Regions from separate parts of the Mus musculus genome. Here region 1 is linked to region 2. Evidence: chromatin contacts called from public HiChIP or PLAC-seq data. All regions are on one chromosome and are shown on one strand. Each heading gives the region's core, a stretch centred on a gene start, on an enhancer-like site or on the middle of the called end of the contact. The rest is flanking DNA. Distances are from core to core; before and after follow the strand shown.

Region 1 (6,375 bases), core at 3,378-5,877, 190 kb before region 2:
TTCTCTGTGTATTCCTGGCTGTCCTGGAGCTCCCTCTGTAGACCAGGCTGGCCTCGAACTCCGAAATCTGCCTGCCTCTGCCTCCCAAGTGCTGGGATTAAAGGCGTGCGCCACCACAGCCCGGCTGAAAATGTGTATTTCTAATGAGTTCCTTGGTGAAACAGATGGTTTGGAAACCTCACAGAGGAACACTAGGAAGGATTCTTGGCTTCACCTCTTGAACCTTCTCCTCAGCCCATCTGTGTACTTGTTTATAAATATAAAATGGACTGAGAAACACCCCACCCTTTGGTCTGGAAGTGTAGCATAATCACAAAGCACTGCCTAGCAAACACAGGTTCTGGGCTCCATCCCTAACACTGGAGGGGGGGGGGGACCCTTCCACCCTTGGTATCTAACATTCCCCAGTATCTGAAGGGACTTTCATTACCAACCATTTCTCCAAGGCTGTCTGATAGCTCTGACCCATCATTAGCAAGGATCCTCTTAACAGTGTACCCAGATCCCCGCTTATGCCTGAAGCCACCTCTTAGTTCTTTTCCATCCTCGTTTCTTGCCTGTAGATCATTCAGGCTTGAACCTGATTTATCTCCCCACCGTAAGACACCCCTGTACCCCGCTGCCGAGGTCCCTGTATCTACTGCGATAGCTCTGAACACAAGCTTGGCCTAGTGACCTTCAATAGGGGTCACCTTTTTCTTTTTCTTTTTAAATGTAGTCCCTTTAACTCCACCTAACCTAGATGATCCTCATGACAGGCCTCTGAGGTCATCATCCGGACCTGGGTTAAGAAATGCAGAAAGTGAGGCACAGGGCAGAGATAAGTGATTTGCCTGAGGTAGCCTAGCTATAATGAGTGTGGAAGGCGGAGCTAGCTCTGGGGCCCTAATTCTCTGCCAGGTGCAGTTCAGTTTAGGAATGAGTTTGTTTTAAGAACAACCTGGGGCTCTTTCTTCTGCCAGAGCCTTCCTCTCAGCCATATCAGCACAATCAGGCAGGGGAAAGCACCAGAAGGTCCTGCATCCTCCTTCTTGTCCTCTGGGGCGTGTTTCCCAGCTGCTCAGGGCCTGCTGCTGTTCCCTAAAGAGCCGCCTCCATGCCTTTTCCTGAAACATCCGCATTCCTTCTTCCACCTTCAAAAGAACTGCCCTGTCACGGCACACAGGTGAGCTCGGTCCCTCCCAGGGCCACCTGCCTTTAATACCAGGTTGTGACAAAGTGATAAGACCTATCATGTGACAGTTAAAGTATTCATGCCAGAGCCCCCGATGATTCAGCCATTCACTCCTCCGGCCATTCCGCTATTATCCATAGAACATTCCTGATGCTGGGAATTGAAACACAGACCGTCTTTGTGCATAATTTTAAAAAAGTAATAATAATTACAAGCTATATCCACTCTGTAGAAATAATACTTCAGATGTCTAATTAGGGGGCTTAGTTTTTTGGGGGGTTGTTTGTTTTTTGTTTTTTGGGAGGCGTAGGACAAGGTGTCATTATAAGAGTTTGAGGCTAGGCTGGCCTCAAACTCTTGACAATCTCCTGCCACCGGAGCACTAGGATATAGGGCTATATGGCTACAGTGAGCTTCAATAGTTGAATTTGGATTTTCTGCCTTTAAAAAGTCCATGAGGGGGCTGGAGAGATGGCTCAGAGGTTAAGAGCACTGACTGCTCTTCCAGAGGTCCTGAGTTCAATTCCCAGCACCCACATGGTGGCTCACAACCATCTGTAATGAGATCTGATGTCCTCTTCTGGTCTGCCCGAAGACAGCAATAGTGTACTCACATACATAAAATAAATAAATCAATCTTTAAAGAAAGAAAGAGCTGGGCAGTGGTGGCGCATGCCTTTAATCCCAGCACTTGGGAGGTAGAAGCAGGTAGATTTCTGTGTTCGAGGAGGCCAGACTGATCCATGACAAAAGTCTATGAGATCATTCATGATTTATTATAGGACAGGTTTTTTTGTACAGGGATTTTGCCCAGCTCTAGGTTAATGTAAGTGTTAGGATACAGTGGGCTGACACAAAGAGTTGAAGGGGCTTGCAGCCCCATAGGAAGAACAACAATATGAACTAACCAGTACCCCCAGAGCTCCCAGGGACAAACCCACCAACCAAAGAATACACATGGTGGGAATCGTGGCTCCAGCTGTATATGTAGCAGAGGATGGCCTTGTGGGAGGTTCTATGCCCCAGTGTAGGAGAATGCCAGGACCAGGAAGCAGGAGTGGGTGGGTTAGTGAACAGGGGTACTGGGGAGGGGATAGGGGGCTTTGGGGGGGGGTGGAACCAGGAAAGGAGATAACAGTTGCAATGTAAATAAAGAAAACATCTAATTTTAAAAAAAGGGATACAGTGGGCTAAGCTACAATTGGCAGTAGGTAAGATGGCTTGTTATTGTTATTTTGTTTGTTTGTTTGTTTTTTGAGACAGGGTTTCTCTGTGTAGCCCTGGCTGTCCTGGAGCTCACTTTGTAGACCAGGCTGGCCTCAAACTCAGAAATCCGCCTGCCTCTGCCTCCTGAGTGCTGGGATTAAAGGTGTGTGCCACCACACCCGGCTTGTTATTGTTATTTTTAATATTTATTTATTTGTGAGAACACTGTTGCTGTCTTCAGACACACCAGAAGAGGGTGTCAGATCCCATTACAGATGGTTGTGAGCCACCTTGTGGTTACTGGGAATTGAACTCAGGACCTCTGGAAGAGCAGCCAGTTCTCTTAACCTCTGAGCCATCTCTCCAGCCCCTGTTATTGTTATTTTTGTTGTTATGAGACAAGACCTGGTGTATCACAGGCTGGCCTTGAACTCTAAAACTAACTGTGTAACTGTACTACTTAGATTTTGTCAACGAGGCACAAGCTAGAGTCAACTCGAAAGAGAACATCACAACTGACAAAAGGCCTCCATCAGGATGGTAAGCAGTCTGTGGGGGCATTTTCTTAACTGATGATTGATGTGGGAGAGCCCGGTCCACTATTGGAGATGCCACCTGGACACGTGGTCATGTGATCCTGGGTTATATATGAAGCAAGCTGAGGAAACTGTGGGGAGTGAGCCAGAAGGCAGTATTTCTCCATGAGTTCAGCTTTGGTCCATACTTCCAGGTTCCTTTACTGACTGCCCTTCATTATAGACTATTGACTGGACAATTAAATGAACCCCTTTCTCCACAGGTTGCTTTTGATCACGATATCTATCACAGCAACAGAAAACCAACTAGAGCAGGAGCTGGCCTCAAACTTCTGATCCTCCAGCCTCCACCTCCCAACTCTTGAGATTACAAGCATATGTCCCCATGTCTCACTTATACAATGCTGGGACTCAAACTTAGGACTTTGATCATGTTAGTCAAACAACTAAACTTTTACAAAAGCTTTATTTTATGTGCATTGGTGTTTTGCCTCCACCTATCTTTGAAGGTGCTGGATCCCCTGGAATTGGAGCTACAGATAGTTATGAGCTGCCATGTGGAGGCTGGGTATTGAACCTAGATCCTCTGGAAGAGGAGTCGCCCTCTTAACCATTGAATAATCCCTCCGGCCCCTGCACAAACTTTTAACTTGAGCTATTTTCAACTCAGGGTGGCATTACTTGAATGCTCCCTTATAAATCTGGGGATACCTGCTCAAGGAAACCATAACTGCCGACCTCAAGGGGGTTTACCAAGAAGACTAGGAAACCAGGGAACACAAGCCCAAAATGACAGAGAGCCCACCTGGCTTCACTCCTGCTGCCTAGAGCAGAACCTAGAGCCTGGTAGCTGCTCAATGAGGATTCAATGGATGAATAAATGAATGAATGAACTAAGGAATGAATGTGTGAGTTGGAAGGGCAACCACCTGAGGGATTGCCCTCTTCTCTCTTTCCAACAGAGCCTGGAACACCGAAGCCTGATGTGAATGATATGTCTGTTTGGGGGTTCTAGTTCAATCAACTATGATTACCCAATTGCTAGCACATTTCAGTCTCTCCAACCAGGAAGCCAGCCTCTGAGAAGTCTCCCTGGAAGGTTCGTAGCCCCTCAGGAGGCAGTGGCAAAACACTGTATGTGAAATGAATCAAAAGCTGAAGAAGAGAGAGAGCAGGAGGGGGAGGAAGAGGGGAGGAGGGGAAGAGAGAGAGAGGAGAAAGAGGATTGGCAAAGAAGAGGAGAAGCAAGAAGAAAGGGGGTGCTCATCCATTGTCTCCCCCAGAGCTTTCCTGGGTGTAGCTCTGTAAGTTCCTTAACAAGAAATTCCTGAGTCCTATACGCAACCTGGCTGTGGGGGCAGGGGAAGCTTGGAATCCAGAAGGGGAAGCCTGGAGGCCAGGGCAAATAAGAGGAGGCCTGGGAGGCCAGGGCAACCTATTAATCACAGGAAGCAAAGAGCCACTGCTGACTTGCTTGCCTCTGGGGTAGGGGCTGGGGATGGTTTTTCTCTGACTACGTGATGCAGGGCAGGAATTGGGATCAAGGGTTAGGGTCTGGTGTTGGTAAATCAGACTTCAGATCTCTCCAATCACCATGCAGGTCTTGGTTTTTTTTTTTTTTCAAATGGAGAATGAGCCATCCTTCTTATCTCCATAAATAACAGGGCCCAGCTGCCCTGGCTTCTAACTCTGATGACTCCACTCGCTATCTGATGGAGAAAGGAATGAGGTAGAAGGCTTGGAGTGTGAGTGGTTAGCTTGATTGCTAGCCCAGGGCCTCCTCTTGAGCCCAGCTGGAGGAGAACAAAGGAACAGGGCTTTCTCTTAATTGCTGCTCAAGGTTTTCTGGGACACAGGGAACGTAGCCAGGAATTCAGCCAGGAAGGTTCTAGGTTTATCTACGGGTACAAAGTTGCCGCCTCCCTTTTCAGCTCCCCCTTTCTCCCCTGATCTTCCCAGGTCAGCCCCTAGAGATCATAGGAGACTCTGGCAGGCTTTGCCATCTCTGGCTTCCCTGAAAGCCACCCCCATCTCAGTGTTTGCACAGTGCCTCCTCTTGATGTCCTTTACACTGCCCCCCACACACACACACACAACTTAAACACCACAAGGAATTGTTCCCATCATCCCTAGGCAGATATCTTCAGTTCCTTAGCTCTCTCTGTATGCTTTAGGGAGAATCCATCAGCCCTAGTTACCACCTACTCCAGCCTACACTCATTCCCTACACACTGCTGGGGCCCACTCTAACTTAACGGTCATGGCACTCATTTGAACTAAATGCTACTCAGCCATTAGCCTATATCTTGCTAGTTATTGCCCTGGTGACAGTCTCCTAGGTGACAACTTCCCACTTCCTCCACACTCTGACATCTCCTTGTCCTCCGCCCTTTCTTTCCTTGCAGATGACGGTCTTGCTTCCTAGCTCATTCAACAAACTGAAGCCATCCCCAGCCTCCGCCACCACACCCTCCAGCCTGCCTTCCCACTTTCCACTGAGAATGAACTGTCACGTCCCAGCCAACACCGTCCCCACTCATCCATCCGTGCACAGCTGGCTCCCGCAGGCCTCTCCTTTCCCTGCATAGCCAATTATTCCCTCAGCTCTGCTGCACTCTGCTGCAAATGAACCTCTCATTTTTTTCCCATCTCAAAAATTATAGCCTGCGCGGCAGCACACACCTATGATTCCCAGCTCATAGAAGGCAGACTAGGAAGAGGAGTTCAAGGTCATCCTTAGCTACATAGCAAGTCTGAGGCCAGCCTGAGCTACGTGAGACACTATATAAGTACAATTGGAACCTAACTGCTGAGCAGAGCAAAGAGGTAAGAAAAGCTGAGAGGGTTGAGCAGTTCTAACCACCCCCATCCAGAACACAGCCTTTGATCCTCGAAAGACATGCTTTCCAGAGTGTACACCTACTCAGTGGACCAGGAGACTGTTTCGGGAGCTGAGAAGCAGAACAAACAGATAAATATTTGCATCAAGCACTTTACCCACTGAGCTGCCTCAGAAGCCAAGAGCTTGTCTCCTTTTCGTCGTGAGAGATAAAACATATAGCAAAATGATGAGAGCAGTAATGTTCCCATGGCCCAGAAACTCTCTGCTTTCGTACATCCCCGAAGGTAGTCAGAGCTAGGACTCAAAGAATAAAATAAAAAAATAAATAAATAAAAAAATAAAGCATGGTAGCAGCTTTATTCACAAACAGCAGAAGTATGGAAGCGGTCAGCATTCTTCCACAGAGAGCAAAGCAGGCTATAGCCACAGTGTGAAATAATATCCAAGCTCACAAAAGAATGAATTGCTGGTATGTGTTACAGCGTGGATGGATCTTCAAATCTCCATGCTGGCAATATTTTTAGTGTACTTGACATTGCTGTACATTTCAATAATTCACTCCTTTTTGGTGGTAAGATTACGTTGTATACCATGCCCGTGTCTGCTCCTATGTCTCT
Region 2 (7,256 bases), core at 3,411-5,910:
TGCTAACCACAGTACTCTATGCAAATATATGGGCATCAACTGAACGCCAGGTTTTCCAGATGTATCTGTTCTTTGGACAAGGTGACTGCTGCTACAGGCTGTTTAACCAACCTACCTACACTTTGAGAGACTTGGGTTCACATTCTCACATAACTTGCAGGGCAATTGAACCAGCGATATAATTACTTTTCTCTGTGCCTCAGTTTCCCGCTCTGCCAACCAAGGCCCTACCTAGCACAGAGCATGAGAGTGAGAGGCATCAGTATTAGCACAGTTCTCTCACCCCAGGACTCCCCGGTCCACAGACCCCTGCTTGGTGCTATTTCTGAAGCTGGCCAGGCAGGCCCTCTGCCGCTGACCCTGGAAATCGGGTCACGGTAGACAAGGCGGAGTGTGCAGAGGGAGGGGTCCTTTGCGCGCGGCTACTCGGGTTTCCCCAGGGCCGCCGGATAGTCTCCAAACTCACTTCGGAGAAAGGGAAAGAGCGTGAAGTGGCTCTTTCGATCTGAGACACCCCCTCCCGGAGACATCACCCCCTCCTCCCAGCCAGGCGCGGAGTGAAATCTTAGAAGCCGAGGCTGCTGGGTTTGAACGGAATGCCGGAGTCGGTGGAACTCGGAGCTAGTCCCCCCCGAAGGTCAGAGAGTTGTTTTGAGTTCTCGTACCCGGAAGGGGGGGGGGGCAGGGAGGAGAGGACGCCAGGGCCCGAGAGACCCCGCGTCAGAGCAGAAATTGTGCTCCGGAACAGGCAGCTCAGCGGAAGCCGCGACGGGGGCGGGTCACGTGCGGCGGTGGCCGTGCAGCTGCCCGGGGAGCCGGGCTAAGACAAGGGCCCGGCGGGGCGAGGGTGGCGCGGGGCGGCGGCTTTCACAGCCCAAGGTGGAAGCCCGGTAGTCGGAGCTCCGGGAACGTGGGGAACCCGGAGCTCGAGCCCCGGAGGCGAGCGCGTTATGCAGGGGGTGGTGTGGGAGTCAGGGCGCTCCGAGCTCCGCGTGGTGCGGCGCGGGCGAGAGGAGGACGATGGCGGGGGGGGGCAGTTGGGGGGCAGAGGGACGCCAGCGGGGCTCCCTCCTAGCAAGAGCTTGATCCACGCGGAGATTGCGGGAGTGGCTGAGACCCGAACAGGGAGGCGCCGCTCTTGCAGTCATCGGCCTTGTTTTCTTCTCTGAGGCAAATCCCGGAACGGCTGGAACAGCCATCCTTGCCTGAGTCCCAGGGGCGCCCCCACTACGCTTGGGGGAGGGTGCATCCTGCAGGGTACCCCAGTCCGAGGGCGACAGAGGTGGCTTAGCAAGATGTGAGTCAGTGGCGCGCACGAATTCACACCCTTCCCCGGGGGGGGGGGGGGGAGAGAGAGAGAGAGAGAGAGAGAGAGAGAGAGAGAGAGAGAGAGAGAGCGAGCTAGCCACTTTGGGCCTCCTCGGGAGTGTTATGGGGGTTGATGGGGGATACTGGAGAGAAACCACCTGCACCACTGAAGCCTGTGATGGCTTCGCGGCCGGGTGGATTGGGCCGTACACGTGCACAAAGTGGCGCGTAATACTCTTGCGTGGGAGGGTTAGGGACACAAACTTGGTCACCTGCCAAGAACCCTTAGGAACTTTGGTGTCGCTCTCAGCCTCCAGTGCCCTGGAATATACTCCTCTTTCTAGGGGAGTCCACGATGCTCAGATCTGAGGCTTGGAAAGAGTGTAGTAGTGTGGGCTAGCCTGGGACGAGAAAGCCACCCCCGTTCCTCTCACGAAGGCACAGAACAGTTGTCTTGCAAAGTTTCCTGTACTCCTCCCCACACAGCCCAGTTGAGGAAGGGTGGCTCTTCCGGAGGTGAGGGAGGAGGGAATAGTCTCGAAGCTAGGACTGGTGCATTAGTTCCTTTAACTATGACCCTGGAGCGCGAGGGACACCCGGGTCCCCGCGTGTTGGTGTTCCTTCCAGACACTACACCTCAGGCCACTGTAGCGTCTGTTTATGGTTGCGACAGCGGGTGCTGAGCAATGTCTGGGACAACAAGAGACGCCATTTGCATCCCCCCCCCGCACCCCTGCAGGTTGGCAGGGGCGGGGGTGTCGCCCTGCACGGAAGCGCATTTCTGGCAGTGACACTGATTAGATGCCGTGCCGCTACGTGCACGGAATCGGGGTGGGCCTTCATCACTCCTGTTCGCCACTCACTCTTCTGGTGGGAAAGTTGTGGGTTCCCCCCCACCCTTCCCTCTCGCCGCACAGCTGCTGTCTCCGGGGGCGGAATTAGGAGACCGTGTTAGCTCAGCCAGGAGAGAGAGGATCTCGCCGGCCTCGGAAAGCCGCCGGGCCCGGGCCTCGAAAATCCAGCCCTGGCTTTGCGTCGAGCTGCCGAGTGCGGCGCTTACGCGCCCGGCCAGCCGAGGCCTGGTTTCCATCTGCCCCCTTCGCCTCCGTGTTAAGTTCGCCGGGGAAAACCCAACGATCCGTGCAAAGCCCCTCGGAAGAGCGCTACCCCCACCCCAGCCTGATCCTGACCGATGGAAAAAATGACAGTATAGGTCAGAACAGGCTGCCCGGGAGTATTAATGTGGCTGTCTCTGTTCCCGGTGCTAGGGGAGGATGGGCGCCTCGCCAGGAAACCGCCGGGGGAGGAGCCATGAGGGCCGCCTGCCCCTCTTGAGGCTAGAAAACGTGGATTCTCACAGGGACCAAACAAATGTGGTTAGACAGCTACGGGAACTTATCCCAGTTAAATATGGATCCATCGTGTGTATTTCAAGCGACATTCCCTCCCCCACAATCAAATACACTGATTCAGTTAAAAATAAGACGAAAACAGGTTAGTCTGTAGATGCGAACCTTGCTGTCTACTTATCATGAGACATGTCTTCTGGAGGTTCTGACCTGAACCCAATCATCTTGGTACAATGTGTCCTAAGGTAAAAGAGTCCCCGTTACGCTGCACCTTCGAGAAATCTTTGATTAATAGAACTCGAAGAGACTATTTTAGTTGTAGTTTCTACTTGATGCTGCTTACTCTTCCTTGCACACTCCTGCAAGGTTGTTTGTACTTAGCTCTTACAACCCACGTTTCTCTCTTGCCTTTCTTTTCCTGAGTACGTGCCGGGTGCGGGCAGGAGGAGGCCACAGAACTATGCTGCTGCCAAGGCCGCCGCCCTCGGACTCTCACTTGCGCACCACGCGGCCTCCGAGGAGGGGAGATGTGAACTCTCCGGGTGGCGCTCGAGAACTGGAATTCTGCTTTGAGTCTGAGGAATTTGTTTCAGAGGCAGATCAGTCACAGCTTGGAGGGGGCGGGGGTAGATAGAGACTGTACAGGGCAAGCTCCAGAGGTGACCCAGGCTCTAAGGAGCGAACCGTAGAAGCGTCTGTGTTCTTTGTCTTTCGCGGGGCTGGCAGCCTGGCATTCACAGCTCAGATAAGGATCTACTAAGAGCCACAGCCCATCGCCAGCACATTTAAGTGATTAGTCTACCGCCGGTAGCCACTTAGGAGAAATGTCTTGTCTTTGAGAAAGAAAAAAAAAAAGCGGCCTCATGTTATGAGTTGTATTGGACCCTTCAGACCCTTCTTTGCTGCCTGCACACATCTCCCTACCGTGCCAGACAGTAAGGAGAGCCTTTCCTAGATAGGAATCTGACCAATCCTGTTCACATGAACATTATTTATATTTGGGTGTCAGTAAAATGTAGTCCACTAATGGCAGAGGACTTTCCTTTCACCCAGCCTCACCAAGAACGAGGTAGCTTGGAATCGCGTCTTGAAAAATCACCTTGAACAAAGGTGGGCTAGGAGAGTATTTCTGAAAGACCCCTGCTGTGTCCTTCAAGACCGCGGGGAGAGTGTAAAGATGCGGTGTCTGATCCCTGCCTGGAACTTGACAGTAATCCAAACGAAATGAATGCCAGCAGAGAGCCCAGTCCCCAGGCTTGGCTAGCTCTTCCTTACAGTTCTAGCACTCGGGAAACTGAAGCAGAGGATTGCCTTAAAGCCCAGGCCCACCTGGGATCCAGCGTGAGACTGTAAGGGCTGGGGGAAGCTACTCTTTCACACCACCAAGTCAGGCCTTTAAGGTTAAGGAGTCAAGAGATAGTTTGAGGCCATTTTTGCTTTAACTATCTTGTGGACAAAAACAGTGAACGTACTCTCCACTTTGCCCAAACATGCCTCCCGAGAGACCTGGGGTAACTTTAACTTCGGGGGAGAGTGCCCCCCCCCCCTTTACCCATAGGAAGGGAATACAATAATACCCTAGCAAGCATATGTGGCACTGGCGTGGTCTACACACAGGAAGCCTATTCTCCTCTGACCAACTCTATTATGAGGTGGACACTAAGACTGCTTTCCTTGCCTTAATTGTGTCGCCCCTGGGGTCCAGAACTGTTAAGCAGCTTGCCCAAAGCCCTAAGAGGGCCGTGTGGCCTCTCCCACGCTGTAGCCTGTGTGATTTAAGGGTTTTCCCCCCCTAAGGGAAAAAACCTCCCTCCCAACCCTCCCAAAATTTTGTGGCTTAAGATGCCCAACATCTTTGGCTGCCCCCCCCCCCCCGCCGGCGCAAGGAAAACTCCAGACTTAGGTAACAGAATCTACTGTGACTCGTGACTCTGCAGCACAGAAAGGGCCAAGGGAGACAGTGCAAAGGCCCCTAGCCCACCTAGCCGCATAGCATCCGGCAGTCACGTCCGCCGGAGGTGACTAGGGCCTGGGGGTAGCCGATTGCTCAGGAACTCCTTATCGCCTATCTTCAGTGGTCCTGTGAGGCTTAGGTAAACGGCCACCCGCGGTGGTGACTGGTTCGTGCAGGTCCCCCGTCTCCAGGCGCGCCCCTAGGCTCCTCCGGTGGGTCTGGCTAGATGCCCAGTGGCGCCTCCAGAAGCTCCGGTCTTCTCTCCACTTGAGGCGCCAGCCCTGAGCTAAGCTCCCCTGCTTGGAGCTGGAGAGCCCAGTTGGGACGGCTGGATCCGGTTGTTTGCCCTCAATCCAGCCCGATTACCACCAGCTCCCTATTCCCCCGAGCGCGCGCACAAACACGCTTTCCAAGCGCGCTCCAGGCCTCCACTTTCCCTTCCTCTTCCTGGCTCGCTCTGGTGCTTCGAAAGCTCGCGGCGATTGTTTGCTTCGAAGAGTCCAGGTGGGGAAGGCTGTGCCCCTCCCCCCCCCCCCCAGCCCGCATAAGTGCACACGCTGTTAAAGCCTGGGGCGCACAGCCAGGCCTATGGACTCCCTTGTCCCCCGAGAAGTGGCAGCTGCTAGAGAGGATCGATTCTACCCGTGCTTCCGAGAGACACAGGAGTAAAAATAGGAGACCTTAGCCTGTGTCTGAATTTGGGGACGGGAGAGTAAATCCTATCTCCCAAGAGGACTAGTAGGTTTGCACCGCACAGCTTATGTGGACCACAGTGTGACATCCCTACGTGTTCTGGAGAGGCTGAGCGGCCTAGGCGCACTTGGGGGCTTAGTGGTTTGGGGACCCTGGGAGAGACTGTCAGAGGGGGGGCGGAGCAGGAGTCCTCACTCCTCAAGGCAGAACACCTTTTTTGGAACCTTGAAACCCAGGGGAGCCGCTGCCATCTTCCAGTCGCGAGTCGCTCCTGAATGTTTCTTTAAGGCTCCTTCCCGGGTCGCGGCTCTCTCGCTTTCCACAGGCTAGAAAGATAAAGTCAGGGCCGGGGGTTGGGGTGGGGGACTGGCTCACACAACTGTGCTCTCGACTTTGCCTACCAAGTTCACTGTGGTCCCAGAGTGTACCCCTCCTCCCCAGGCCACACCTCGATGGGGGCCTGTCCTGTTTCCTTCCTCGTTGGTTCAAATCTCGAGTTTCATGGAGAGAGGGCACATTATATTGCCAAAGTCACTAAGTGTCCCCCCCCCCCCAAAGTCCCATAAGGATAACCTAAACACAGGATTCCCACACCCCGGGCTGATCCTTCCTCGCCTCCTGGGATTAACTGGACTCACAGGTCCATAAAACACTTCCGGCGGGGCCAGAGGGTCTGTCTGCAGAAACACTTTAAAATAGCCCTCCGTGGCCGGGAGTCGGAATTGACACAGACAATTCCTGTTTTTTTTTTTTTTTAGGCTATGAAGGGAAATCGTCTGAAGCGGGGGGGGGGGGGGGGTAGGGTAGGCAGCTTCCAGAAAACAAACCAAACCAAAACAAAAACGATGCACCATTTTAACCAAATGACACTGATTCAGGGTAGCATGGGTATTCAACGGGAGCAGACAGGTTGCACCTGGCTTCTGACCACACTTCAATGATGAACACAAACACTTTGAAACTTGGGGGCTAGTAGAGGCAGCCTCCCCCTCTGTGAGAGTTAACACTACCTCTGCCCTCCTTAAGTAGATTGAAGAGGCTGGAAGTATTAAAGTGCTTTGCAAAGGCAGCTTGGCCCGTCCATTTCGCTGTGGTCAGGGTCTCTCCCACACATGGAAGGCACCAGAGCTTTGTTAATTAAGAAGTAGAACTAAGACCACCCCCCCCCCATCCCTGCAAGGCTATGGAAGATACAGTCAAGCCCAAAGCACGTTCAGACCAGGAATCCCCACCCCTTTCTTTTACATCACTTCGAATTAAGTTTCTGAAGAATGGGCGAATCTTTGGAATGCTCTAAGAAAAATTCACCATTAAAATTCGAGGTTAATGAGAACGAAAATAGTCCTTTAAAATGGATTAAACCACATTTTAAGACAAGAACCGGAAGAATATAAATTCAAAGTAGCTTCTTGGCCTTGTCCCCCTAATGTAGGTCTGGAGAGCAGATGCTGGTAGATAGCCCACCCACCACACACACACACACACACACACACACACACACACATACACACACACAATCTGGGACCGGGAAGTAGGACTTGACAGATTTGAACAGCAAGGTGATGTAGGTCTGCTGGGCGAAGACCAGGAAGCTAGGCAACGACTTGGCTTAAAATGAATATGAAAAGAAAGACTTAGGCCTGCTGGTGTTTCCTGGAGGCCTAGAACTACTCAGAATGGGGAGGTGAGGGGTGCTCTGTAATCTTCCCTGAAGGATTCAAGCAATCCTACTGGCCTGGGGTGGTGGCCAGGTGCAAAAGGGATAAAGGCCTAGGCAGAGCTTTAACCCAACCTCTCTAATTTGGCGCGGGGTGGGGTTAGAGGTGATGTAGTGGAGAGTCTCTGCTTGAGCTCCACGGGCCTCCCTCTCACTTCCTTGGCTACGCGCGGCCTCTGGCTAGGACTAACCAGCCTCCAGCTCACTGTCCTAAACCCTAAGCCCTTCCCGCCTG

What was found. HiChIP or PLAC-seq counts read pairs in DNA pulled down with a chosen protein or histone mark.
Region 1: an H3K27ac HiChIP or PLAC-seq map of trophoblast stem cells shows a contact between it and region 2, with 11 read pairs. The contact joins two enhancer-like sites. A contact is called at or near these places in 8 of 39 promoter capture datasets (embryonic stem cells, liver, pre-B cells and 1 more), 21 of 484 Hi-C or Micro-C datasets (the AML12 cell line, the G1E-ER4 cell line, the N1E-115 cell line and 7 more), 14 of 115 datasets of contacts at active chromatin or transcription factors (DN3 thymocytes, embryonic stem cells, extraembryonic endoderm stem cells and 3 more) and 2 of 9 other capture datasets (embryonic stem cells and pancreatic islet).

Annotation. Positions count from the first base shown.
Region 1 is chrX:12,339,808-12,346,182 of GRCm38.p6, reverse strand. Gm14635 (predicted gene 14635) reads left to right here. Exons shown (of 4, transcript NR_045321.1): 2 at 2,845-2,920; 3 at 3,879-4,015; 4 at 5,322-6,375. Among named protein-coding and RNA genes, the nearest start is that of Gm14635, 12 kb to the left of the region's middle. Within about 2 kb of position 4,627, at least 21 of the 459 cell types and tissues checked have an H3K27ac peak or open chromatin away from gene starts, as enhancers often do. A contact at or near this core is called in trophoblast stem cells, where this site is marked.
Region 2 is chrX:12,153,670-12,160,925 of GRCm38.p6, reverse strand. It overlaps a transcript of Bcor not described here. Among named protein-coding and RNA genes, the nearest start is that of Gm46687, 65 kb to the right of the region's middle. Within about 2 kb of position 4,660, at least 56 of the 459 cell types and tissues checked have an H3K27ac peak or open chromatin away from gene starts, as enhancers often do. A contact at or near this core is called in trophoblast stem cells, where this site is marked.